5 separate regions of the Mus musculus genome follow, and regions 1, 3, 4 and 5 are each linked to region 2. A link is a contact called in public Micro-C and promoter capture Hi-C data. All regions are on one chromosome and are shown on one strand. Each heading gives the region's core, a stretch centred on a gene start, on an enhancer-like site or on the middle of the called end of the contact. The rest is flanking DNA. Distances are from core to core; before and after follow the strand shown. Region 1 holds the start of Oxa1l (oxidase assembly 1-like). Region 2 holds the start of Cebpe (CCAAT/enhancer binding protein (C/EBP), epsilon). Region 3 has its middle 4.8 kb from the start of Jph4. Region 4 has its middle 26 kb from the start of Dad1. Region 5 holds the start of Abhd4 (abhydrolase domain containing 4).

What was found. Promoter capture Hi-C pulls out the DNA fragments that hold promoters and counts their contacts. A called contact is a pair of places that touch in the nucleus more often than the background predicts.
Region 1: a promoter capture Hi-C map of fetal liver shows a contact between it and region 2, with 6 times the contacts expected there. The contact joins the promoter of Oxa1l here to the promoter of Cebpe in region 2. A contact is called at or near these places in 4 of 39 promoter capture datasets (fetal liver, liver, pre-B cells and 1 more) and 1 of 115 datasets of contacts at active chromatin or transcription factors (pro-B cells).
Region 3: a contact with region 2 is called in a promoter capture Hi-C map of trophoblast stem cells, with 2.8 times the contacts expected there. The contact joins the enhancer-like site here to the promoter of Cebpe in region 2. A contact is called at or near these places in 17 of 39 promoter capture datasets (the 3T3-L1 cell line, the C10 cell line, the SN4741 cell line and 10 more) and 1 of 484 Hi-C or Micro-C datasets (embryonic stem cells).
Region 4: a contact with region 2 is called in a Micro-C map of embryonic stem cells, with 2.1 times the contacts expected there. The contact joins the enhancer-like site here to the promoter of Cebpe in region 2. A contact is called at or near these places in 11 of 39 promoter capture datasets (the 3T3-L1 cell line, the C10 cell line, HPC-7-derived erythroid cells and 6 more), 3 of 15 datasets of contacts at CTCF or cohesin (embryonic stem cells, large pre-B cells and stem cell-derived epiblast-like cells), 22 of 484 Hi-C or Micro-C datasets (the G1E-ER4 cell line, the MNK3 cell line, the N1E-115 cell line and 7 more), 5 of 115 datasets of contacts at active chromatin or transcription factors (T-cell acute lymphoblastic leukemia, embryonic stem cells, large pre-B cells and 2 more) and 1 of 9 other capture datasets (embryonic stem cells).
Region 5: a contact with region 2 is called in a promoter capture Hi-C map of pre-B cells. The contact joins the promoter of Abhd4 here to the promoter of Cebpe in region 2. A contact is called at or near these places in 13 of 39 promoter capture datasets (the 3T3-L1 cell line, the C10 cell line, the SN4741 cell line and 10 more) and 3 of 115 datasets of contacts at active chromatin or transcription factors (bone marrow-derived macrophages, large pre-B cells and memory CD8 T cells).

Annotation. Positions count from the first base shown.
Region 1 is chr14:54,358,764-54,362,396 of GRCm38.p6, forward strand. Oxa1l (oxidase assembly 1-like) reads left to right here and starts at 2,078. Exons shown (of 10, transcript NM_026936.3): 1 at 2,078-2,154; 2 at 2,559-2,705. The coding sequence starts at 2,092.
Region 2 is chr14:54,710,483-54,713,942 of GRCm38.p6, forward strand. Cebpe (CCAAT/enhancer binding protein (C/EBP), epsilon) reads right to left here and starts at 1,692. Exons shown (of 2, transcript NM_207131.1): 1 at 967-1,692; 2 at 1-392. The coding sequence starts at 1,476. The coding sequence ends at 57.
Region 3 is chr14:55,120,000-55,123,552 of GRCm38.p6, forward strand. No RefSeq gene overlaps it. Among named protein-coding and RNA genes, the nearest start is that of Jph4, 4.8 kb to the left of the region's middle. Within about 2 kb of position 2,147, at least 20 of the 459 cell types and tissues checked have an H3K27ac peak or open chromatin away from gene starts, as enhancers often do. A contact at or near this core is called in trophoblast stem cells, where this site is marked.
Region 4 is chr14:54,226,229-54,229,814 of GRCm38.p6, forward strand. No RefSeq gene overlaps it. Among named protein-coding and RNA genes, the nearest start is that of Dad1, 26 kb to the right of the region's middle. Within about 2 kb of position 2,068, at least 251 of the 459 cell types and tissues checked have an H3K27ac peak or open chromatin away from gene starts, as enhancers often do. A contact at or near this core is called in the G1E-ER4 cell line, the MNK3 cell line, T-cell acute lymphoblastic leukemia and 9 more, where this site is marked.
Region 5 is chr14:54,257,253-54,260,837 of GRCm38.p6, forward strand. It overlaps Abhd4 (abhydrolase domain containing 4), which reads left to right and starts at 2,031. Exons shown (of 7, transcript NM_134076.3): 1 at 2,031-2,067. The coding sequence starts at 2,045.

The DNA.
Region 1 (3,633 bases), core at 828-3,327, 350 kb before region 2:
CCTGATACCCGATGAACTAGCAGAGAGCATCAAATCTCTTGGATTTGGAAATAGAGACTGTTTTGAGCCCACTGTATGAGTGTGAGGAATCACACTCAGGTTAACTGAACCATCTCTCCAGCCCTGATTTTTTTTTTTTAGCTCTGTTCATTTTTTATTGAACATCATGCTTATTAAATTTTATCAGATATTAAATAATGTGACTATTACATTGTTGAAATTGTTAGCGTGTATTGTCTTCCTTAAAGTAATATTTAATTTTGCCTAAACAAAAAAGATAAAATTTTCCAAGATTTTTGTTTGATTTTTGCTTTGCTTGTTTGTTGAGACAGACTTTCTTTATGCAGTCCTTGCTGTCCTAGAACTCACTGTGTAGACCAGGCTGGTCTCAAACTCACAGAAAGACATCTGTCTCTGCCTTTTGAATGCTGATATTAAAGGCCTGTTCCCACCACATCTGACAATAGATGATAGATAGATAGATAGATAGATAGATAGATAGATAGATAGATAGATAGATAGATAGACAGACAGACATTTAGGCATGCATATATGAGTGTTGTGCTTGCTTATATGTATTTGTACCACACACTTGCCTAGTATCCATAGAGACAGACAAAGGTGTCAGAACTCTTGGAACTGGAGGTGTATGTGGTTGTGAGCTGCTATGTACATACATAAGAATATGTGCACGCACACACACACACACACACACACACTCTCTCTCTCTCTCTCTCTCTCTCTCTCTCTCTCTCTCTCTCTCCAAAATAAAAGTCGCAAATTTCGGGGTTGGATATGGCTCAGCGGTTAAGACTATTTGCTGCACCATGGTGAATACCAGAGTTCAGATCCCAACACTTATGCAACAAACACCTCTAACTCCATCCCTCTTCTGGCCTCCGAGAATGTACACTCATACAACACACGACATCTATGAAATAAATAAGTTTTTATTCCTCCAAAGTATCTAGTAGCATATGAAGAAGTATATGTGATCAACCCCCTCCTTCCTGAGCAGTAATTTATTTTTCACATTACTTTTTTTTTTTAAGATAAGGTCTCCATTTTTAACCCTGGCTGGCCTTGAACTCACCACTTACCTGAGTCAGCTTCCTCTTCAGTGCTGGGATCACAGGCGTGCAGCACCATACCCACCTTATTTCAATTTATGCTTTAGGGAAGCTTTTAGTTTCAAAAAATACACAACAAAATCTACAAATAGATAGTAACAATCTTGAGACAACAGATCCAAGACATCAAGTTCAACTTTCATCTTTAGTTTCCTCGGTTATTTCCCGGAAACTGCCTTCCCTATAGCTTTGTCAGATTCCAGGCTACTTTCAAATTTCATTGGATCTGTAATTACAATATTACCTTGCAGTAAGAAAAAACCCACGCCAAGCACAGATGTAAAAGCTATTGTTTTCGCCTTTCTGGTTTGCCTGTTTGTGGGGTTAATTCTAGTTTGAGATTTTGTTTATTCATTATCTTCTTGTGACAGGCAGGGTCTCTCTGCAGTCCTGGCTAGCCTTAAACACAATAGGTAACCAAGATTCACCTCGAATTTTAGGCAATCCTCCTGCCTCCGCCTCCCAAATGCTGGGATTATAGATTTGAGGCACTATTCCAAGAGTAAAGGCCATTTTTAATCCAAGAATTATTTTAACCCAGGGAACAATTACAGTTTGGGAAATGGAAGGGAAAACAGGAAATATGCTATGTTTACACTGCCACTTAACAGCGCATCCTGTCTCTTAGTTTCTTTTCTTTTTTTTTTTTTTTTTTTTTTTTTTTTTTGATTTTCGAGACAGGGTTTCTCTGTATAGTCCTGGCTGTTGTCCTGGAACTCACTTTGTAGACCAAGCTGGCCTCGAACTCAGAAATCCGCCTGCCTCTGTCTCTTAGTTTCAATCTCTGCGGAATCTTGACTTTTTTAAACCACTTCAAATACCATCGCCTGTCTTCATTCTCCCTCACTACCTGATCTGTGACGTCAGGTCTGACTGCCTGCCCATTTCCAAAATGGCCTCCCCCGCAGCGTCAAAGTTCTGAGTGCGCGTGCGCGAGAGTAAGTTCCCTCTTCCCGGCAAGATGGCGAGGAATTTAGTGTGCGGTCGCTGGCAGCTTCTGCGACTCCTACGACCCCAGCGTTCGGTAAGGTTCCGTCCAAAGCGCGGGGATGCTGCCTTGTCCTTGTCACCTGAGCTGAGGTCACGAGCAGATGCTGACCTGGTCACTGCGACCTGCGAGTCATGACCTCCGGTCGCGTGAGGGCACCACCGGGTTACGTCCCGGGGTTGGTGGCCTGGTTTCTCTGTAGCTGTTTGGAAACTGCCTGCGACCCTGAGCCGTGACCTCTGGGCCCCGTCCCCGGGCTTCGGTAACAGGATGCGGGAGACCCTAACCGGAGCTGCACCCTGCACGCTCCAGTGCATGGCTTCGGGGCCTGTAGTCTGTGCGAGCAGAGTTGCAGCGCCCCACTGCTGCAACCGCAGGCTGTCTGCGGGAGAGGCGGGTCGGCTGGGACTCAAGGCCTTCCCTTCCTTTCACATGGTCAGTACCATAGCGTCGCAGTGTCCCTGAGACCGCTGGCCGCCGAGCTCCTCGCAGCCCGCCGGGGTAACGGGCGGCCACCCTGTGCTCTTCTCGCCGTCTTCACTCCTCGCTGCATCAGTACATCTGCCACCCTCTTTGCAGAAGCCCAGGTAAGAGGTTCCCGCTGAGGAAAGGAGCACGACTTCTTGGCCCCTTTCTTTTGGTTCTGTGTTGTTTTGTTTGTTTTGTTTTGCGGGAGACAGTGAATGTGTAGCAGAGTTCTCACACTCCTCCTAAGTTCCTCCTAATATTAACCTGTTTGGAGTAGAAGTAGATTCTCATCTCAGGCAACTCAGTGAGGAAATGCCTAAAAGTGCTGAGAAATTTGTAGGGCAGGCAAAATGACCCTGCTGTACAAAAGCTCTTGCTATTGCAACCCTGGTAAACCGAGTGCCAACCCTGGAACCCAAGTAAAGGTGGAGCAGGTTGTGGCACAATCCTAGTAACCCCAGCACTTGGGAGGCAGAGATGGATAGATCTCTGAATTCAAAACCAGCCTGGTCAACATAGAGCTGTGTAGTGTGACCTTGTCTCAAAAATGAAAAAAAATAAATAAATAAATAATGAAGGAAGAAGGCGCCACACAAAGTTCATCTCTGACTTCCACACATGCTGTGGCATGCATGCCTACATACATCACACACACAAGATAAAAAAAAATTAAGCCTGGCGGTTGGTGGCGCACGCCTTTAGTCCCAGCACTTGAGAGGCAGAGGCAGGTGGATTTCTGAGTTCGAGGCCAGCCTGGTCTACAAAGTGAGTTCCAGGACAGCCAGGGCTACACAGAGAAACCCTGTCTCTAAAAACAAAAAACAAAACAACAAAAAAATTAAATTTGCCTGGCATGGTGGCGCACGCCTTTAATCCCAGCATTTAGGAGGCAGAAGCAGGCAGATTTCTGAGTTCGAGGCCAGCCTGGTCTAAAAAGTGAGTTCCAGGACAGCCAGGGCTATGCAGAGAAACCCTGTCTCGAAAAACCAAAATAAATAAATAAATAAATAAATTTAACTAATTAATTAAATTTTGTATTATATTCAA
Region 2 (3,460 bases), core at 442-2,941:
CCTAGAAGGGTGGGCGGGGCCCTTAGGGTCTGGTGCCCACAGTCTGCCAGGCAGGCTCAGCTGCAGCCCCCGACACCCTTGATGAGGCTAGCAGCCTCAGGGATCTGGCGGAAGAGGTTGCGCAGAGTGTCTAGCTCCTGAGTGAGCTGGTCTACGCGGTTGCGCAGACGCTCGTTTTCAGCCATGTACTCCAGGACCTTCTGCTGAGTCTCCATAATGCGCCTCTTGGCCTTGTCCCGGCTCTTGCGCACCGCGATGTTGTTACGTTCACGTCGCAGTCGGTACTCCAGGCTATCTTTGTTCACTGCCTTCTTGCCCTTGTGTGAGGGGCCAGCAGGGGAGGGTGCCTTGAGAAGGGGACTGCAGGGAGGGGCAGCAGCTGCCACAGGGGCCTGGAGGGTAAGGGGGACAGAGAGGTGAGGGTCCACCAGGAGGCAGAGTGAAGGCTAAGCAGGAAACCCAGCAGGGAGAGCATATGTGAGGCCTCAAAGGGATACAGGACTCCCAGAGAGCTCCGATCTCCCAGGCATCCATCTCCCTGTCTCTGTGAAGGACCGTAACCCAGATACATATGGTCCTTGGTCTGAGACCAAAGCTTTCTATCATGCTCTCATTATTCCCTTCCCTTTGGTTTGTCTGTAATAAGTCTCCCGTTCTAAAATTCTAGTCAGCCATGTTTCCTCATCCAAAAGCAGGCAGCAGAGAAGCAAGAGGTATAGTGCACAGCAGGAAACCTGGTCCTGCCTGAGATCAGGGCAGAGCAGCTATTACAAGTGTCTTCAGGACACAGCCGAGTTCTAAGAAATAAATTCACAGAGTTGGGAAACAGGACCTTGGGGTAGGGCATGTTCACAGAGGAGCACCAAACATAGACTTGTTAGGGAAGCCCAGTAGTCAGAATTCCCTCAACCACCCACCTTGCTCCACCCTGGGGGGAAGAAGCGGGGAGAGCTACCTTGGTCTTACCTTGAGGACACGCAAGGGCTGGCCAGGTGCTGCCAGGGTCGGGGGGAGGTGCACGGCTGTCTGCCCGCAGTGTGCCACTTGGTACTGCAGGGGATTGTAGCTGCCTCGACTGGTGCCTCGGTTGCCCTCTGGCCCACGAGGCTCCTCCTTCACCGCCACAGCCCTGGGGTCGTAGCTCCCTGGGTTGCTGTAGATGCCAGGCCCCAAAGCCTTCCTATCTGGGCCAAATGTGTGTGAGGGATAGGCGAATGGCCGAGGGTCAGCCGGCAGGTAGTGAGGAAACGAGGGGGCTCCTGGGCCCTTAAGGCTTCGGGCTTCAGGCGTTGGCTTCATGGCAAAGAGGTCAGAAAGTAGCTGTTCTTCCCCAGACTCGATGTAGGCGGAGAGGTCGATGGAGGCCTCATGCTCACACATGTCCCCCAGCTCCCCGGGCCCAGCTCGACCCCCTGAGAACTCAAGTGGCTGCTGGCCACCCCGAGGCTCGCACTCATAGTAGGTCCCGTGGGACATGGCCGGCCCGCCCCCTTGGCTCCCCGCCCCTGGGTCCTGTGCTGGGGGCGCCCGCCCGTTGGGATGCTCAGCCTGCCCTTTCTTGGATCTCCCCCGGTCCTAGATTTGCCCTAGGTTTGCCCTCTCTGGTCTTCTCCGTCACCAACTCCTACGTGGCTTCTCTCCTCCTCTGCTTCCCTTTCCTTCTGTAGTCAGTACCTCTTCCTTTCTTCCCTTTTCCTCTCTCTCCTTGGGGTGACTAAGGGAGGGGCAGGGCACACCCCGGAGGGAGGGGTGCTTAGCAGTTAGGGCGCTCTTTGCGAAGGCCCCAGCCACAGTCCAGAAGTTGCTGTTTGAGAAAATGGCCCTTTTTGCCCTGCGAGTTCAAGGGATTCTAATCCCTTGCCCAGAGTAGCTTCTCTGAATATCTGTCTTCCTCCGATTTCCAAAGAGACCTGTGCAGAGTGAGGTGTCAAGCCAGAGCCAATAGACAAAGCATTCCCCCAGTGCCAACTTGGTCTAAACTCCTCCCTTGATGCATCTTCCTCCCTGTCCCGTCCCCCCCCCTCCCCGCCCCCACCCCCAAGTCCTGAACTCCACCTACCCCGGGGTAAGTCAGTTCCTTCTGTAGCCCCACCTCCCAAGACATTTTTCTCTGTGTAGACCATCATTGTTTGAAGGGTTTGGGAAGTAGTAGTAGATTCTAGGACCAAGCTACCCCTGGCCCTAGTACAGGGTATGCCCATTTGCTAGTTTTGAGACAGGGTCTCACGATGTAGCTCAGGCTGGCCTTGAACTCACAGAGTTCTGCCTGCCTTTGCCTCCAGAGGGCCCCTATTAAGGTTCTTCGGTTAGGTCTTTGCACAGGGCTTGTGTGCATGTCTCCAGATCTGGCTATGGCTAGCAGCCTGGCACAGTCCGGGGCTGCCAGGACATAGCTGAGGTTTCTGGTCAAGACATGGGTCCTGTACCTCAGGCCCAGGCAAGCTGCAGCCTCAGAACCAACAGAAAGGATCTGCTGGAGGTCCCAGTTGCTCCACCCTAAAAGCTGTTCTGGCTGACCCCACCCGCGCTGGCCTGAGGCTCTGCCTCCTATTTCCTGTGCCCTGAGCTGCATGCAGGCCCTTGTTTTCTGACCTGTGCGTGTCTCTCGGGTCCACTTCCTCTTGTAGGCTTGAGAAGTCTTCTCTCTTGTCCTCACCTCTTCCTGGGGCTGTTTCGGGGTCCGAAGGAGAAGCTGGTAGCTGCCTGCCCGCCCTTCTTGATCTTCTACTAACCCCCAAAGTTCATTTTTCTGTTTTGTTCGGAACTTCCTGCTCTCTCCAGTTTGGTTGTGGCCCTGCTTCAGACACGGTTCTGGATTTACTGACAAGAAAAGAACACAGAGACATGAGAAGTGTGTCACTTTTCAGTTGTTTGTTTTTTTTTAGGTTGAGCCTCCCTTTTAGCCTAGCCTGGCCTTGAACTCTCATCTTCCTGCTTCATTCTCCACGGAGCTGAGTTGATAGCTGTGCTACCATACCTTCCTGGCTCTTTTATTGCAAACAGATGTTCTAGGGGGAGGGACAGAATTTTTAAAATGAATTTATTTTCATTATTCTAAAGTATGTGAGTGTGTGTGTGTGTTGTGTGTGTGTGTGTTGTGTTGTGTGGTATGTGTGTGTGTGGTGTGGTGTGTGTGTGTTTGTGTGGTGTGTGTGGTGTGTGTGTGTGTGTGGTGTGTGTGGTGTGTGTGTGTGTGGTGTGTGTGTGTTTGTGTATGTGTGTGCACACTTCCAGGTACCCATGGAAGCCAGAGACATCAGATCTCCTGGAGCTGGAATTACAGGCAGTTGTGAGGCACCCAGTGTGAATGCCTGGAGTCAAACTCAGGTCCTCTGGAAGAGCAGTGAGTGCTCTGAACCCTTGAACTCTTTCTCCAGCCCTAAGAATAGAACAGTTTCTAAGCTGGGTATTCCAAGGATCGGGTAACTGTGAGGGGTTACAGTGGAGGTAAACTTTGATA
Region 3 (3,553 bases), core at 897-3,396, 410 kb after region 2:
GCCAATGCCCTTAACTGCTGAGCTGTCTATACAGCCCCCTTTAATTTCATATAATATCTTCTCTATAGCTTTTATTTAACAGGTTGTTAAGTTATACTTAACCTGTACTTAAGCGTGTACTGTATTTGTTCTCTTGGCTTTATATAATAAACATTTTTGTCCTATCATTAAAATATTATTGAATCCTGAATGACTGTGCAATCTTTAATTGTCTGAGTGCATTAAGCTTTGTGAGCTATCCAAGCACAGCATTTTTTTAAAAATCCTATTTGTTTGCTTGTTTCTTTCTCTTTTTTTTTGTGGTCTTTCAAGTAAGGGTCTCACTATGTAGTCCCTGGCTGGCCTGGAGCTCACTATGTAGCCCCAGCTACCCTGGAGCTGACTATATAGACCAGGCTGGCCTCAAACTCCTAGATAACTGCCTGCGTCTGCCTTCTGAGTGCTGGGATCAAAGTTCTGCGCCACCATATCAGACTCCATATTACTTTTTTTTTTTTTTAAGATTTATTTATTTAATGTTATAAGACACACCAGAAGAGGGCATCGGAGCCCATTACAGATAGTTGTGAGCCACCATGTGGTTGCTGGGAATTGAACTCAGGACCTCTGGAAGAACAGTCAGTGTTCTTAACCACTGAGCCATCTCTTCAGCCATCCATATTACTTTTTAATAGCAGAAATATGCACATATAAGCTGGGTGGTGTGGCACACATCTTTAGTCCCATTGTTCTAGAGGCAGAGGCAGGTGGAGCTCTGTGAGTTCAAGGGCAGCCTGGTCTACATGGTAAATTCCAGGACAGCCAGGACTACACAGAGAAACAAACTACCAACAGCAGCCCCCCTCCCCAAACCCACCACCACCAAAACAAAAACCCAAAGCTAATGTTTGTGGAGAAATCTTTCCATTTCTGTCTGACATTTAAAAAAATTTCCATGAAAATTAAAAAAAAAACCCCAATGCGTGTATTTTCGTGTGCTTGTGAGTGCACATGTCTCAGGCTCATGCGAGGTTGGAGGACGTCTTTGTGGAGTTGGTTTTGTCTTTCCACAGGAGATTTGGGGCTCATATGTAAATCATTAGGCTTGCAAGGTGAATACCTTGATCTGCCCAGTCTTCTCACAGTCCCTGTCATGAAAAATTTCAAACACATGCCAGGGACAAAAATGAATGGAAGAACTTCCGTGTACCCCCTTACCCAAGCGGATCAACAATTACTCTAGCAAGCAATTACTCTTGCCTAATTTCGTTTTCTCTTTTCTGATGTCAAGTTTTGGGATACTTACACTGGTCTGTTGTTTTGTTACTCTGAGGCAAGTTTTTCCACCTTTGTAGCTCCTGTTGGCCTTGACGGTGTTCCTCCTGCCTCAGTTTCCGAACCATGAGGTACATGCATATAAAACCATCAGGCCGCATTCTGAAATAGGATTTTCCCCCTCAGCTCCAGCCTGAAGATAAGTCCTTAACTGTATAATTACTGGATTCTGGGTTAGAAATACCTTTTTAAGATTTTTGGCTTTATTTTGCCAGGAATGCTTCTAGAAAGGTAGTGTGAATTTGTACCCTCAGCAACTATGCAAGAGAATGCTGGTCTGTTCTGATTGCACCCTGGATTTTATTGGCTGTTCTGCATAACACCTATGTGCCTATGTATATTAATTTACATGCTTGGAACTCCCCCCTCCTCCTCCCCCTGCCACCCTTTTTTTTTTTTTTTTTTTTAAAGATTTATTTATTTATTCTATGTAAGTACACTGTAGCTGTCTTCAGACACTCCAGAAGAGGGAGTCAGATCTCGTTAGGGATGGTTGTGAGCCACCATGTGGTTGCTGGGATTTGAACTCCTGGCCTTCGGAAGAGCAGTCGGGTGCTCTTACCCACTGAGCCATCTCACCAGCCCACCCCTGCCACCCTTTTTTGATTGCTAGGCTTCTACTGAGAAAATATCTGATGGCTACAGCAGAACAGACTCTCCTGAAGAGGCCACAGGAAACCTGTCATTCTTAGGAATCCCAGCTGGGCTTAGGGCCGTTTTTCTAGAATCAGGTAGCTATGGCTCCTAGCTCAGGGAGGAACTTGGCAGTCCCATGCCTCATCTAAAGGGCAGCCACCAGGGGTCAGGATGGGGCTAGAGATCCTGACTCTGGGAGAGAGCAGGAATGGCTGGCAGCCAGACACTGCATTTCCTCCGTCTGACCGCTGCTGGCTGGTGGCACAGCTAAACCTCTACTTGCCAGATCACGATTCCAGAATGCTCTGCAAAAGGTATCCTTCCCTGTTTGGCTGCACCAGTGTTTATCAGCTTGATGAGCAGGGAGCTAGATAGCCCGGACTCTGAGAAACCCACATGCATGCTCTGGCATGCATCCTTCTGAGTGCTTCCTTTTCTAACCCCCATGCTTCACATCTGTATTAAAAACACCTTTAATAAAACCAGGCTCTGTTTAATTGGCTGGCAGAAGCCACACTGCCAAGAGAACGGAATTTGCTTTGTCTCTGTACATGTTTCTGTAGGACCGAGCTCACCGTACAGCAGGAATTTTAACTTGACAGCCTTGAGCTGAGGGAGCTAAGGATGGTTCCGACGAACTGTGAACCCTTTCAATTTCTGTGAATAGTGAACGCATAGAGCCTTCCTCTCTGGGGAAAAAACAATAGCTTTTATGAGATTCATGCCTCAGGCAGCCCAGGATTTTATCATATCTTTCCTCCGTCCTAAGCCTCTTCATTTCCTGTGGCGATTGTAAAGAGCATAGGGGGTTGGAACATGGTGTTCTTGGGGGCCAGGCTAAGGGACTGGACTTTTCTAACCACCCAGAGGAACTAGGAAAGAGCCTGGGTTTTCCCTGGGATTCGATGGAGAAAGGAAGGGATATTCAGTGGGGGCTAGGATGGATTTGGATACTTACCTATATAGGTACTGGGGCAAATTAAGTGGCTGGTGTGTAGTGGAGGATTAGGAGGGAAAAGGCTGATCTCAGGCTAAATGGTCTTGGAGCCTGTGCCTTTGAGTCCTGAGTGTTGGGCCAAATGCCAGAGGTAGCAGCCAGCAAGACCACTTACTACCAGGATAAAGCTTTAAATCTTGCTCCATCTAAATCTTTCACCCTGGGCAAGTATGGCTGGGAGGTAGCCTTAGTTGGTGTAATACAAGTTTGCTCTGTAGAAGAAAGAGGATCTGGGACCTAGAGTGCCTGAAGGCTCAACATATCAGAAAATGAAGAGAAAAATTCCAAACACTCCAAATCCCAATAGGAGGGTTTAATCTTATTTCATACTAGTCGTTTGTATTTGTACATGTAGGTAAGAGGAAGATTCAGTGAGTTTTGATCATTACTCAAGTTCACTTAGCAGCTGGAAGGAGAGGAGGAGGTAGCCAGAGAGGACTGGTGTTAAAAACACAATTATACAGAACCAGAGAGATGACTGAACCAGGAAAGGGACTTACTGTGTAAGCCTTCCATGTCAGCTTGAGTTCCCAGAACCAATATAAAGATTGAAGGATAGAATTGCTGTTACAAACGTGTTCTGTGATCTCCACACATACGCCACCA
Region 4 (3,586 bases), core at 818-3,317, 480 kb before region 2:
ATAGCCCAGCAAACTCCTTGCCAGGGCCAGCTGTAAAATGGGTATCTCTAGAGTCTAGATAAATGCCCTTACTCCCTAAGGGGTTTTCTGCAGGCCAGCTCTGAAGGCAGAAAAAAAAACGGACCCTTCACGTTCCAAGGCTAGAACTGTGGAAAGTGTTCTGCAACGTTGTCCGGTGCAGCTGGAGTCACAGTTCAGTCCAGAAACAGGCAGGCTGGACAGGTGTGTGCTCTGACCACTCAGGCCACCCCCTGAGGCTTCAAGGGTTTAGTTTTGTCTCATTTTTGTTTGGGGTATACCATAAAATCCAACTCCCAAAGCTCATGTCTAATATCAAATCTAATAGTGTTTTATTACCAGGTGACATGTTGGCAAGGGACTATAGATGACCCTTCGGATAGGAGGAATACCTTGCTCACCAGTAGCTCCTCCATACCTAGTGCAGTACCTTGCACCCAACAGATACCAACAGATGACATCATGACGGTCAACACAGTCACTGGGAGGGACCTGAGCTGGAGAGGGAACGTAGTGGCGTTAACAGAGGCCAGGTGAGCCACTGTCTCGGTTTTGCAAGGAATAGAGTAGCTTGGCAAAAACTATTAGAATAATCAGAGCTTGAGTGGTGCGCCCTTGAAGAGTTCAGACTCACATTAGCTTCATGACTGTTGACTGAATCCTGCAGGACAGTTACCAGGAAACACTGGCTTCTAAAAGTCTAAAGACTCTGGTCCTACATGAGAACCAGCATCCAGGGCCAAAGGTCACTTAATGTCCATTTCAGTTTCCCCAGTGACCCACACAAACCCACTGAAACCTAGTTCCTCGAGCAACATGTGGGAAGAAGGGCTTCCGGTTTACAAAGCAGGAAGTCTATATCCAGCCCACCCCGCCCTGGACAAGATTGAAGTCTGGGTCCCCGAGGGATATTTCCCAGAGGTGAGTGTGAGAGACCTGTCAAATACTGTAACTCTTGCATGTACTGGCTACGGGTGGGGGTGGGGTGGGGTGGGGGGCAGTCTGAAGGATCGCCAGCCCTGCTTTGGGTAAAAGCCACATGGGTAACACAGCTGTCTCCTTTCATACAGACACACAAGGCATAGGATTTCCTCCAAGAATCACACAGACAGCTGCACCCTGAAATGGGTAAGCTGGTCAGATAGTGAATCAATAGCCAGAAGTAGAACAGGAAATGGAAAAAGTTTCCCACTTCCCTCCAGGTGTTTGGGTCTGAACAGCCTCCCACTTCCATGACGTCACGGCTGCTGACATGGGCAAACAGGTCCCCCTTTGAAGCTCTCCCGCAGAAGCCACATCCTCTGGAAAGAGGAGTTAAAAATACAGAGTTAGAGATAAGATCTCTCCGGGCCACGTGCCCAGAAGAGGTAGGCTGGGCCGTTACACCGCAGCCCAACCACAGGTGCAGAAAAGAAGGCCACGGAGAGCACATTGGGTGGGGCTTGCAGGTCTTGGTGGTAACACCCATTCACAGCAGCCGGCTGGGGAGGCACTGCGGCTCCACTCCCAAGAAGTCCCCCTCCCCTGACCTCTATTGCCCTCAAATTAGACAAGTCTATATACTTAGTTCAAGGGAGAAAGTCTATGTCCAGTCCAGCTTGTGCTGGACAGGTTGTGAAAGAGGCAGCTGCCTACACACACAGCTAAGGCTCGTTCCCCAACAGATACCTTCCACAAGAAGCCCCATTCGCTCTCATTTCCACTCCAGGAGGAAATTTAAGTGTCAAGAGATAACCCTAGTGGACATCTGTCTCTCAGGGTCCTAGGAAGTCGCAGAACCTGAAACCTGAAAAACTTTCGTCTTGGGAGTCCCACTCTGTTGTAGTGTCTTAAGGTAGCCACACGGGGGCAGCAGTACTCCACCAAAAGGCTTTCTCCCTCGGCGTGTTTATTCGGGATAAAGAAAATCCCTGCATCCTACGGAAAAACTCTTTCCAAAGGAAAATAAAATGACAAGTGGCTTCTGTTTCACAGGGTCCTGCCCTGTGCCAGTCACTGGACTCCAGACTTGTGTGATCCTCTCTGCCTGCAAAGAGTCTAGGGTCAGGCCTTCAGGCAGCAGGGGGCACTGCCTACCCAGGTTTAGGAGACCTAGCTACAAGAGAAACCCAGAAAGAAACTACCCTGTTGGAAGCCAGGAGATGGAATATGGGGCCCGGCAGGCCCAGGATCCATGACTTCACTCTGTAGCCTGTAAACCCGCAGCCTCAGTTCTCCTCTTTGTACCAACATTCTCTCAGGTAGTTTAGAAACGAAGGCTTTCTTCCAGCGGGATACCTGTTAAAGGGCAGACACTGTGTCAGGTTTCAGGGACTCTGACTCCATACAACTAAAGTTTAAGAAATGGCCAAAGGGGTCGCCCATAACAGGTACTCACATGCTAGGTGTCTCTAGGGAGAAAGGACTGATGGGAAAGGAGAACAAGGGTTTGGAATTCGGGGCGGTTGATCTGAACCTGGATGATGGGCACATCGGGGTAGATGCCTGTCAAAATGCATCCAGCTGGAAAGCCTGGGTTTGCTGCACCTCAGTGTGTGTAAATTAAACTCAAGATTGCCTAAAGTCAAGGCACAGACAGTCCGGGCACTGTGTGAGCATGGGAGACAGACGTAATGGCTGTAATTTTATGGCCTCTGTTAATATCTTCCTGGCAGTCCTCAGGCAGGCAGGGGTCAGGCAAAGCAGGGTCTGTAAGCTTCAGTGTCCTTCGTGGCACATTTAACTTTCCCCTGTCTCTCTCCATTTTCCATTATTCACACGGAGACCGGAATGCATGCCCACCTTCTCTCCCTGTTGTCTGAGGAGATAATGGTATGCTAATGCTTCGCGAACCGAAATCCCCAGGCAGACACAAAGCAGTGGGATGGCAGCACGAGCGAAAGGATGGACCATAATCCTGCGCGCTTGCTCGGATGCACCCATGCTGCGATAAAAGCAGCCTGCTGCGTGAGGATGCCGGCGCTCACATAGGCTTGGGGCCCGCCAGGTCCCCCGCTCAGCAGCGGTCCCCCACCTCGCCCGTGACTGTGGCCCCAGTAGCTTCTATCACGCACATCTGTTACTCCTTCCATGACTTCCAGCTTTTGCAAGGTCACAGTTTTTTCAGGACCACAGGACCCCACGGTATCCCATGGCCCCCCTGATGCTTCTCACTGTATCACCTGTGAGGAGACACATTTTTTTCCCTCCTCTCTGGCACCCCAGGGGCTTCCCTGATTGTAGGATTCCTTGAGCCAGTAGTAGCAGGATACAATCGCTCCAGGCACCTCCCCTCAAGGCAGGTTTTCTGAGAAGCATTCCTCCTCCAGCCAGTGTGTCCTACAATATCCTAGGGTGTGTTTGTCCTGGAAATGTGAGCATACCACCCTTCCAGAGTCCACAGGGCTGGGCAGTGGTGGCGCACGCCTTTAATCCCAGTACTTGGGAGGCAGAGGCAGTCTGATTTCTGAGTTCAAGGCCAGCCTAGTCTACAGAGTGAGTTCCAGGACAGCCAGGGCTACACAGAAAAACCCTGTCTCCAAAATAAATAAATAAACAGAAATAAACAAAAACAAAAAGAGAGGCCACA
Region 5 (3,585 bases), core at 781-3,280, 450 kb before region 2:
GAAAATAAACTAAAGTCATGTGGTGCCCTGATGATGGGGGTCTCTTTTAGAAGGAGGGAAGTTTGAACTAAGTTCTGACTACATAGTTGCCAGCTCTCCAAAACCAGCCTGGGGAGTCTGTGGGGGGGGACCACCAAAAAAGATGACTTCCTTTCTTTTTATCATTGGATTCTTTGTGTAACATAATGTTTGGCTTTGGACATAAGATACATCATTGTTAAAGTACATATGCTAAATCTTCTTTGAATTGCCTTAGTGAATTCTCACAAGCCACACACTCCAGAAGCAGCAGCAGCCAGACAAAATGACTTGCCCAAGATCAGGAAATAAATGACAAAGCTAAGAACTTGAACTTAACCCAGACTTCTGGCCATGGGTTCTATTTGTTTAACTAGTGTGTCTTCTGGAACACCAGCACCTTCAATGCAAAAAAAAAAAAAAAAAAAAAAAAAAAGCAGCTTTCTAGCCTCAAACCAAACTAACTGAATTAGATTCTGAGGATGGCAATCAGGAGGCTGCGTTGTTATCAAGCCTACCCAATGACTGTGTATAGTGAATTGTGGGACCACTGAGCTTGGCTAAAATCATGGATGGACATTTCTGAAAATTCCAGTTCTCTTCAACTTTAAACCCTTATAATGATCAGTTTAACATTGTGTTTCTGGAAAGAATAAATCTCAGGTTCTCTTCGGTCTTTCAAGAAGACCAAAGAAAAATACTGTAGGACTAGGAACATAGCTCCACTGCTAAAGTGCCTAGCTAGCAAGCAGAAAGCCCTGGGTTCGATCCACAATCCTGAATCAACAAGCCTGGCAGAATACCCTATAATCCCAGCACTCCAGAGATAGAAACAGGAGACTCGGAAGCACAGATCATCCTCAGATACACATCCAATGTGAGGCCAACCCAGGACACATACACCTTGACGTGTGTGTGTGTGTGTGTGTGTGTGTGTGTGTGTGTGTGTAAGAGAGAGAGAGAGAGAGAGAGAGAGAGTCCTCAGTAGATTCTTTCCCCTTAAGTATGATTAAACTACTGCAGTGGATAATCAGAAAGGGAGCGGCTCCAGGGATGCCACACCCCCTTTGCCATTTCAAGTGAATTCTGAAGCCAGCTTCAAGATGTGTCCCGCCTCTCTGCCGAGCCAGCCTGAAATGTGCTCAAAACTTCTGGGTTAAGTCACTTCACATCCCACATCCTTAATCTTATATCCACATACCTAATCACGCCCAGCCTTATGCGTTAGGCCTTTAACTGGCCCTCCTCTGGGAGGTCCACCGAATGGAAGGAAGCAGGATACTGCTACTTTTTCCTTGGAAAGTAGGTTGAGGCAAGACATCCCCAGAACAGAGAAATGCTTATGCTGACAGGTGTCACCCCTCATCTTAGAGCTGTGAATACAGGATGCCCCAAATACTACAGGGAGCCTACTTAGCTTTAAACTTTGCTGTCTAAAATTTAACTAGGCAGCATGCTTTTTGTATTTCTGGAACCGGGAAATCTTGGGTTACAATATCCGAGGCCCTTTTATAGGAAGCACCCTTATGACTCCACGGACATCTAAACCATTTCCATAGGACTACCAAGGCAGATGAAGCGTCTGTGACCTGAGATACAGAGGGAAGCTTGAGAACGTGAGCAAGAGGCAAAGCAGTTCCTTCACTCTTTAATTGAAGGAGGTGTGGAGGCGGGGCTGGTGGCATTCCAGTGAGGAACTTTGAGTTTTAAACTACCTGTCTTCCTGTCTCCCTCACTGTCCCCCAAAGGGATGTGATCCGGATTAAGGAGCCTACTTTTGTGGGACCGTAGTGTTCAGCCTGGACGCAGGCCAGAGGGAGCAAACAGAAGGAAGCACCCAACTGATTGCTGTCCATGTGCTGAGTCGGTTGGTCTGCCAACTTTGCCCGCTAGAACCCCGCTAGCGACCCAGGCCCCGCCTCCGGCCCCGCCCCCTTTGTTATCCGATACTTCCCTGGGTCAGCTGGTTCTGGCGTCGAGCGGAGGGATGGGCTGGCTCAGCTCGACCCGGCAGGGCTTGTTTACTATGGCTGATGATCTGGAGCAGCAGTGAGTTACTCCTGTCCGTTTCTCTTTCTGTCTCTATCTGTCCGGGCCAGGATCCGGGGACTGTCTGTAGTTGCGGACAGCTTCAGACTCCCCGCCTTTCCTTTCAGGTTGGCTTCCAGGGAGGGATGGGTTGCGCTCAGGAGCCCCGGGAGCGCTGAGAGATGAGAAGGCTGCGGAGCTGGGAGAGTGTTGAGGGTTAAGCTTGCGTTCAGCCTGGGGACTCTGACTTTCCACTAGTCTTCGCGATCGCCCCTCTGGTAGCCCAGTTAGATTAGTGGTAAAGCACGAGGAATAAGCTAGCTCTTCCCGATGCGGACGTGGTGCTTGTGGAGACTTGCCCGGAACTAAAGTCGTGGGTGTGAAAAGCCCTTGAAGGACAAGGCATGGGTAGGAGAAGTCTCCACTGCGATGGAATTAGTGTGGAACTGGCTTGCAAATTCCTTTAGCCCTTGGCCGCCTTTACGTTCTGCTTGCAATCCTAGTTGATAGTGTTCTTAATCATAAACACATGCTTACTGCCGTGGTTTCAGAAGTAGGTTTGTTAGATTGGGATGTGGTTACTGCTCGCCCAAGGCCATCAAGTTTGAGATGCCACCTGTGTGATGGTGGTCTAACAGGATCGGGAAAAAGTTGCTTAGAGGAGAATGACTCAGCTCCAAGGGTTTCACAGGAACAGGGCCTTCCCTTGACCTAATATTTGTCCTTTTGGATCTGCAGAACAACGAAATAACTTTGTATCAATAGTAAACAATCGTGTAAGGGACCTAAAAGAACTGCCCAAGAAGAGTATTGCTTTCTAAGAGGAAATTTATGGTGCCTACAGTGACTTGCGGGAAACGGCACTAGAGCCAAAGAAGACTCAGGTCATTCAGCTCCGTTTTACAAATAAAGCAACAGATGCGGATGCCCATAGAAATTCAGAGACTTGCTCAATGTTAAGAGGCTGCTTGCCTCACTCTCCCACCTCAGCTCTCACCTCCCTAATAGCACTGACACACAGTGTGACAGGCACTGTTGCCTTTTCTCTTTCTGGATTGTTTGTACAGAAGAAAGGCCAAGCTGTGCCCATAGCTCCCTGTCCCCCAACCCCCACCCCTTCCAGGCCTGTGTGGACTGCTGCCAGTGTTGCTGTCTCATAGGGAAGCATTTCTCTTGAGCTCTGCTGTCCAGAGTTAGAGATGTGTGGGGTTCGTTCAGGTGTCATGGTCTGACTTGTTATAGCCTACAATGCAAAGAGGAAGTCTCTCTTTTGAGACTGGCCAAGATCTGTGGTCTAGGTATTGGTGCTTCATCCAGCGAGTTCCCATGATACTCAGGGTGCCCATTGTGTATGCTATGAGTAGCTGGGATGGTTCCGCCAAGGATGCCATCATCTTCTCCTGCTCAAACCCACAAGCCCTTGCTGCAACCATCCTCTTACCTTCACCTAGGCAGAGTTCACAAAAAGAGAGAAAGCATGCAAGACAGGAAAGGTAGAACAAGAACTACATTTGTGGCAGGCACCTGTCAAGGTTCACT